2 separate regions of the Capra hircus genome follow, and region 1 is linked to region 2. Evidence: chromatin contacts called from public Hi-C data. All regions are on one chromosome and are shown on one strand. The core of a region is the stretch at or near the end of the contact, and the rest is flanking DNA. Distances in the headings are between cores, read along the strand shown. Region 1 holds the start of KANSL1 (KAT8 regulatory NSL complex subunit 1). Region 2 overlaps KANSL1 (KAT8 regulatory NSL complex subunit 1).

Region 1 (3,150 bases), core at 258-2,757, 150 kb after region 2:
GGACAGAGATTCAAAGTACTATTTGCCTCACCATTTTAAAAAAATGTAGAAAATAACTGTTCCTTTTGGAGGACAAATGTGTGTGGTGTATGTTTCTCCACAGGTATGAAGAAATATATTTCTCCATAAAATTGGATTAAAATTGTAACACATATTTCAGATAATATAAAATTGCTTATTAGAATTATTTCTCAAATAGAAAAATGATTGTCCAGGGTTACTTCATAAACACTATTAAAAAGTGATTTTTTTATCTGATCACTAAAAAATGCCCTTGCCACATTTAGTTTTAATAAATTAAACCCTCTCTGATCATTTTGATTGTCCTAAATTTTCTTGAGTTTAAGTTGCAGAGACCATTCTATGTGGAAAAATAATAGCCATTCTTGACTGAAGTGCTACAAATGAAAGACCCTTCTTTCCTAGAAATCTTTAATAACAGGCCAAACAATTTTGAGCCAAGTTTGTGTGGAGGTAGGAGGATGGATTAAATGACCTCTTGTAGGATTCGTGCTCTAGTCCTAGGCCTGAATGAAAATTCCAGCTTAACCAGTTACTGCTTCGCTTAAAATGGAGGCTTGCCCGATTAGGGACAAAATAACAGCACCCACCTCTGTAAAATAAATTTTTAAAAATTCAAAGCCTACAGTACCCTCATTTTTAAGAAAAATTAAAAATAAAAACCTCTGGAGTGGATTTGTTCTTGCTATGCGTTTGTCACTTCGGCGTCGAAGACTTGGCATCACTTTCCTTACGCTCGTCGGATTTTTTTTTTTTTGTGGGGGGAGGGTTGGGGGGAGTTTGACTTCTGACCCAAGTCCGGGAAGGATTTAAGAGCCCCTCCATAATCCCCAACGCAAGAGCTAAGGGGCGAAGAGAAAGGGGAGAGCCCGAGTTCCCACCCCTCCCCCCACCCTAGACCCCAGTCCCAAACCGACCCCCCTTCCCGCAGTGAGGCGACTCTTTCTGCCCCAAACCCATTGTTAGGGAGGGGGCGTAAGGGAGAGGGGGCTCAGGGCAGGGCGCCGGCGGCCGTTGCTCCGCTCGCTTCTGGAAGGGGGCGGCCCGCGGGATGCAGCTTCCCTTCCTCTCCGCGTCGGTCCGTCCCACCTCGGCTCGGCCTGGCGCCCCGGGCTGTGCTCGGCGCCCCCGGCCCCGGGCCCGGCCCAGCCCGCCCCCCGAGTACCAGGCCCCCGACCCCTCTGCCCGCAGCCCGAGGCCCAGGCCTGCGGGTGGGCGCGGGGCGGGGGTCCCTATGCCCCACACACGCGTCCCCGCTCCCCCAGCCCAGTCGCTTCCAGGGCCCTCGGCGGCGCCCGCTCCCCGGGCCCGTCGGCCCCCCGCCTCCCGGCCGGGCCACCCCCTCGGGCTCCCGCCGTTGGGGCCGCCTCCCCTTCCCCACCATCACCCCTACCGACTCGTGCCCCCACCCCCCGGGGCCCCAGTGCCAACGGCGGCTCCCCCGGCCCCCGGACCTACCTGCACAGCTCAACCAAGCCTAGAAGTGGGGGCGGGGAATCTTCCGCCCTCCTCTATCTCTCATTGGCCCTTCCGGGGGACATAGGTATCTCTATTGGCTGGCGGCGAATGTCCGTCAGAGTGATGGGGCGGGACAGAAGGGGAGAGGGATGCTGGTGCCTTGGCGTCTCTGTCTCTGTGTATCTCGCTGTCTCTGTCTCGGAGCTTGGAAATGAGAGACATTTGGATGAGAGGACTGGAAATGGGCCTCAGGTGGCAGAAATAGAAACAGGGATCCTGGCAGAGCTTCCCGCAAGTCTGTCACTCCGAACCCCCTACCTAAGTCCCCTTTAGATCCTCTTCCCCATCACCCCCAACCCCGGCCCCTCACCCTTGTAGGTTCTTCATCCAGGAAGCGTTGTGAAGAAAACTCGAGGCCGGAAGGCCACAGAGGGAGATTTTATATATGTATATAAAATACACACATACAAATACTTATATAGAAAGTCAACCAGATATAAGGTCACAAGGGCCTGGAGAGGAAAGGACACACATCTGAGATATAGCCAAAATAAAGAATAAAAAAATCACTCTAAGAGCTGGTAACGTGGTTTCCTTCTGGGAGGGGAGTTGAGGGGATCAGGTGTGAGGAAGACTTACATTTCACTATATATCCTTTTGTATCTTTTGATTTTAAAGATTTTTATTTTTTCCTTTTTTTTTTTTTAATTACGTGGCTTAATTTTAAAATAACTATAAGGTGGCAAAACCAGGGGGACAGTTAAAATGGTGGTCCGGACAAAGAGGGACAGCATGAAGACTTAGTGAGGAATTTTAGTTTTTAGTATGTTCATTTCCAGATAGCAGGGGTAAAACCAAGTAGAAGTGTTCAGGGAAAACTGCAGTTATGGAATTCAGGAGGGGGTGGATAATCTGGGGAGATGATAGAGTTCTTCACATAATATGGCAATCAGTGACATGCTAAAGGATGAACTCCCCATAGAAACAGAAAAAGACATCCACAGTAAAGTAAGGCGGGTGAACAGAAACAGAAAGATGGTTGGTGAGATAAGAAAAACAAATAGTGAAGAGGTATGAAAGTTAAGGGAGGAAGGGTCTCTGGAAAAATAAAACAATAAAACTATGAGAACCTCACAGATGGTACAACTCATTTCAGGGACCCTCTTTAGCCTTATGCAATAAGAATGAGAGCTTGCTATACACCTGAAACTAACAACATTGTAAATCAACTATACTTCAATTAAAAAAATTTTTTTTAAATTAAAAAACCAAGAGCGAAAGCCAAGAGAATACTAAAAAAGCAGAGTTCTTAACTTTTTCCTACCATGTACCCTTCTAAGAATGTTTTTAAATATATAACAAATATACCCAGAAACTCAAAGGAACAAATTATATTAAAATACAATTTTCAGAATATTTTTAAAGTATAACATAGTGGTATATGTGCTTTATATTAAATCCATTAGATACTAAGATCTAGTGGCGAGCCTAAAGACCACCATAATTCTGAGGTAGTAAATGAGTAAAAATAATATTTCAAGATATCCACAAAAACCATCATAAGAAAACACCTGTGATTTCTACTGGTGACAAGATCACAGGTACTGATAACACTACTTGGTTTGTTATCTCCATTTATAGTTGAGGGAAATACTAATTTTCTGTTGGACT
Region 2 (3,194 bases), core at 350-2,849:
CGCCCAAGCCCCTCAGTAAAATGGCTTGATTATCCCACACCCCGAAGATCAAATGTTAAAAAATAAAAAAAATCTCCCACAAAAGAATTAGAGTTTAGAGGTATTAATCAAATTTAATTAAATTTTGGGGAATTTTAATTAATTAAAAATTCTTTGCTCAGAGTGGTTGGGGAAGAGGGTGTACTGGAAATAAAGCACTGTCTACAGAAATTCTGAAAGCTGGGCTGAGTTCAAAGGTATAAAGAAGGCTCAAGAAGTGGGGGAACACCTTTTCTATATCCCAGGACATCCCCTGGGATATAGAAGAGAGTTACTCCCACTTGGCAAAGGCTGGTTTTTCTTATTTATTTGGTCTTTTGGGGGGCTATACCACATGACATGTGGGATCTTCTCCAACCAGGGACTGAACCCATGCCCCCTGCATTGGGAGCGTGCACTTAAGCACTGGACCATGAGGGAAGTCTGCATAGGCTGTTTAATGGGACTACAAAAGCATAGTGATTTTATTCCTCCCGCTCTTTTATAGTGCAAATAAGTAGTCCTGGACACAGGTCCTGGTTCCATCACTGAGTAGGAGGCTAGAACAAGAACAAATCACTTGGCTGGGCTCCAGCATCTTCATCTGTAAAATGAGGCAGCAAGATCTGATCAGGGCTGGCAATATCCTAGCACACATGCTCTACCACTCTCACCTCTTCTGTCTGCTGTAGGCACAGGCTCATGGCAGTACTCACTCTGTTGTACCCCAAGGCCTCAGACCTGTCTCAAATAATTAATCTAATTATAAATCAATCTCACTAAGCACAAGAGAGAAAAAACATTTATGTTATTGCTAGACTAGATGACTACTGCACCTCTCAACTCTAACACGTTAAACTGATGACTTTTCAACTAAAACTCCACTCCTAACCTTTACCCCACCCCCCATTTAAATCCTCAGAAGTAAAAACTGGCACAAATGTAAACCATTACCTTGTGCTCTGGAGATGGGTATTAAGCAGAACCAAGAGCAACTTCCCCATAAAACCCACTGAATAAGCTGTTAGGGATAACTAACTGTTTATGGGACTCGGGCTACTATACATTGCTAAAAGTCTGCTGTGTTTTAGCAGTTTTCATATAAAAGTGAATAGAGACTCAGTTAAATCCCCCAAAAATCAGTGAACAAAAATGATCTCTTAGGAATTGCTAGTCTGAGTTCATGCTCTGAGTAATAACACCTGGGATCCACACAGAGCTACAATTCTGAAAATAGACATAGAGGACCTGAAAGTAAGCAAAGGAAGAGTTATAAAAATGGAAGAGAACAACAGTTCCGCTAGAGGACTCCACACATTTCACACCTGCATAGGCAATGGCCATTAAAGTGGTATTAACCAGACAGGAGGGTACAGACCCTTAACCAGGTCAATGACAAGAAACATTAGTTTACCATTTCCTCAAACAAAAAGAAGACTTTAGCTTCAGGCCCGCCAGAGTCTGACATTCCATGATCCACCATTTTCTCAAGCACACTTTCTCATGGTGTTCAGTCATGCTCACTTCCTCCTCCTGCTGGTAAGTTGCAACAGCCTCATGGATATAGCTAGCTGTCTTGGCAAGCTCTCTCAAAAGAGCAGAGCTCTTCGAGGCCAGCAGGTGGTGCTCTTATTAAGCATAAACGTAAGTCAACGTGTTCTTCCCCAAGGTTATACATCCTGTTTCAAGCTAAGGTTTAGCTGGCTTGATTAAATGAGGTAATTAGGAACCAAGCTCCTGTTTCTGGAATACTAAAGGGTTGACTGAGTGAAGTCGCTCAGTCATGTCCAAATCTTTGCAACCCCATGGACTGTAGCCCACCAGGCTCCTTCGTCCACAGGATTTTCTAGTCAAGAGTACTGGAGTGGGTTGCCATTTCCTTCTCCAGGGTATCTTCCCGACGCAGGGATCTAACCCAGGTCTCCAACATGGCAGGCAGACACTTTACCTCTGAGCCACCACTCAGTACTAAAGGGTTATCACACCCTAACGTCTCCACCTTCCAGCCAGGGAGCAGTTCCTAAAATGAATGGGAGTGGCTAAGGTGTGGAAGATGGGAGATGAACTCTAGGATTAAGAGCTGCAATTGGTTCCCATCCTAACAAAGTACACAGACTGGCCAGGGAAACATCAGTAAAACTACAGAAAATGAAAAGTTGGAAGTCCTGCCATCTTTAAATGTATTCTAGAGAAGAACGGGGTGGCCCAGAGGTCAGGTTTGACCCACACAGTATGCTGGCTGCTAGTTTTCACTATTACTTACTATTATAAGATAATAGATCTGGGGATAAAAGATCTGGGGAATCTCAATATTTCAGGAGACACTATTCACATCTTCATGACCCTGGCAATCTTTCAGTTTACAAATGTGGCATTCTGTATTCTGAGTGTGGCAGTGGTGTGAATCAAGTAAAAAATCCCAATAGTCACAATATTAGACACAATAATTAAGTCCCTGGGTTGAGCCACAGAAAGTCTACTGTATTCATAGGTAGATATGTTAATGCTCGACTTGAGATAGTAAAAAAAAAAAAAAACAACACTATTCTTCTTTACTGTCTCATAAAGAGAATTTAATGACCATCTCTCTTGTCCAAACTCCAATGTCATAATTAGGATATGTGTGTGTGTTTGTGTGTGACTGACACAAGGGAGAGAGTGGGGAAAGGGTGGAGGTGGGGAGAGAAGACAGAGACAGACAGGAAAATAAAGACCACAGGGAGTACAGAATGATGGAACAGGAGATGTCAGGCAGGTGTCTTGGGCATATTCAGGTGATGGGAGAGGGAATTCACAACTATACAAGGTAATCCTGTTGACAAAGCAATGATCAACGTATTTATCAGCTGATACTGATTCAACAGGAAAAAGATCTTATCAGACCTTAATAAAACTATATAGGCTCAGGCTTCTTTATTCAAATAGGAGACCATGCAATTCAACACTGTAATCTTAAGAGAATAACTCAACAAATGTTCTGGAGTCATCTTGGTGTCTCTGCCTGAAGCTGCAGCCTGGAAATGGGCAGAAATCTGACTTCTCTTAATAACCTGGCTGGAGAGAAGCATGAGTTATAGTGAAAAGAAGGACAGGAATCAGATTACTCGGATTTAAATTTTGGAGCCTGCTACATCAGCTATGTAGCCTGAGATAAACCACAACCTCTCTAAGCCTAT

Evidence for each region. A called contact is a pair of places that touch in the nucleus more often than the background predicts.
Region 1: a contact with region 2 is called in a Hi-C map of blood, with 4 times the contacts expected there. The contact joins the promoter of KANSL1 here to the enhancer-like site in region 2. A contact is called at or near these places in 2 of 5 Hi-C or Micro-C datasets (both in blood).

Annotation. Positions count from the first base shown.
Region 1 is chr19:45,810,373-45,813,522 of ARS1.2, forward strand. It overlaps KANSL1 (KAT8 regulatory NSL complex subunit 1), which reads right to left and starts at 1,508. Exons shown (of 16, transcript XM_018065300.1): 1 at 1,480-1,508.
Region 2 is chr19:45,656,387-45,659,580 of ARS1.2, forward strand. The region is part of intron 8 of KANSL1 (KAT8 regulatory NSL complex subunit 1); the gene reads right to left. Among named protein-coding and RNA genes, the nearest start is that of MAPT, 140 kb to the left of the region's middle. Within about 2 kb of position 1,600, at least 3 of the 5 cell types and tissues checked have an H3K27ac peak or open chromatin away from gene starts, as enhancers often do.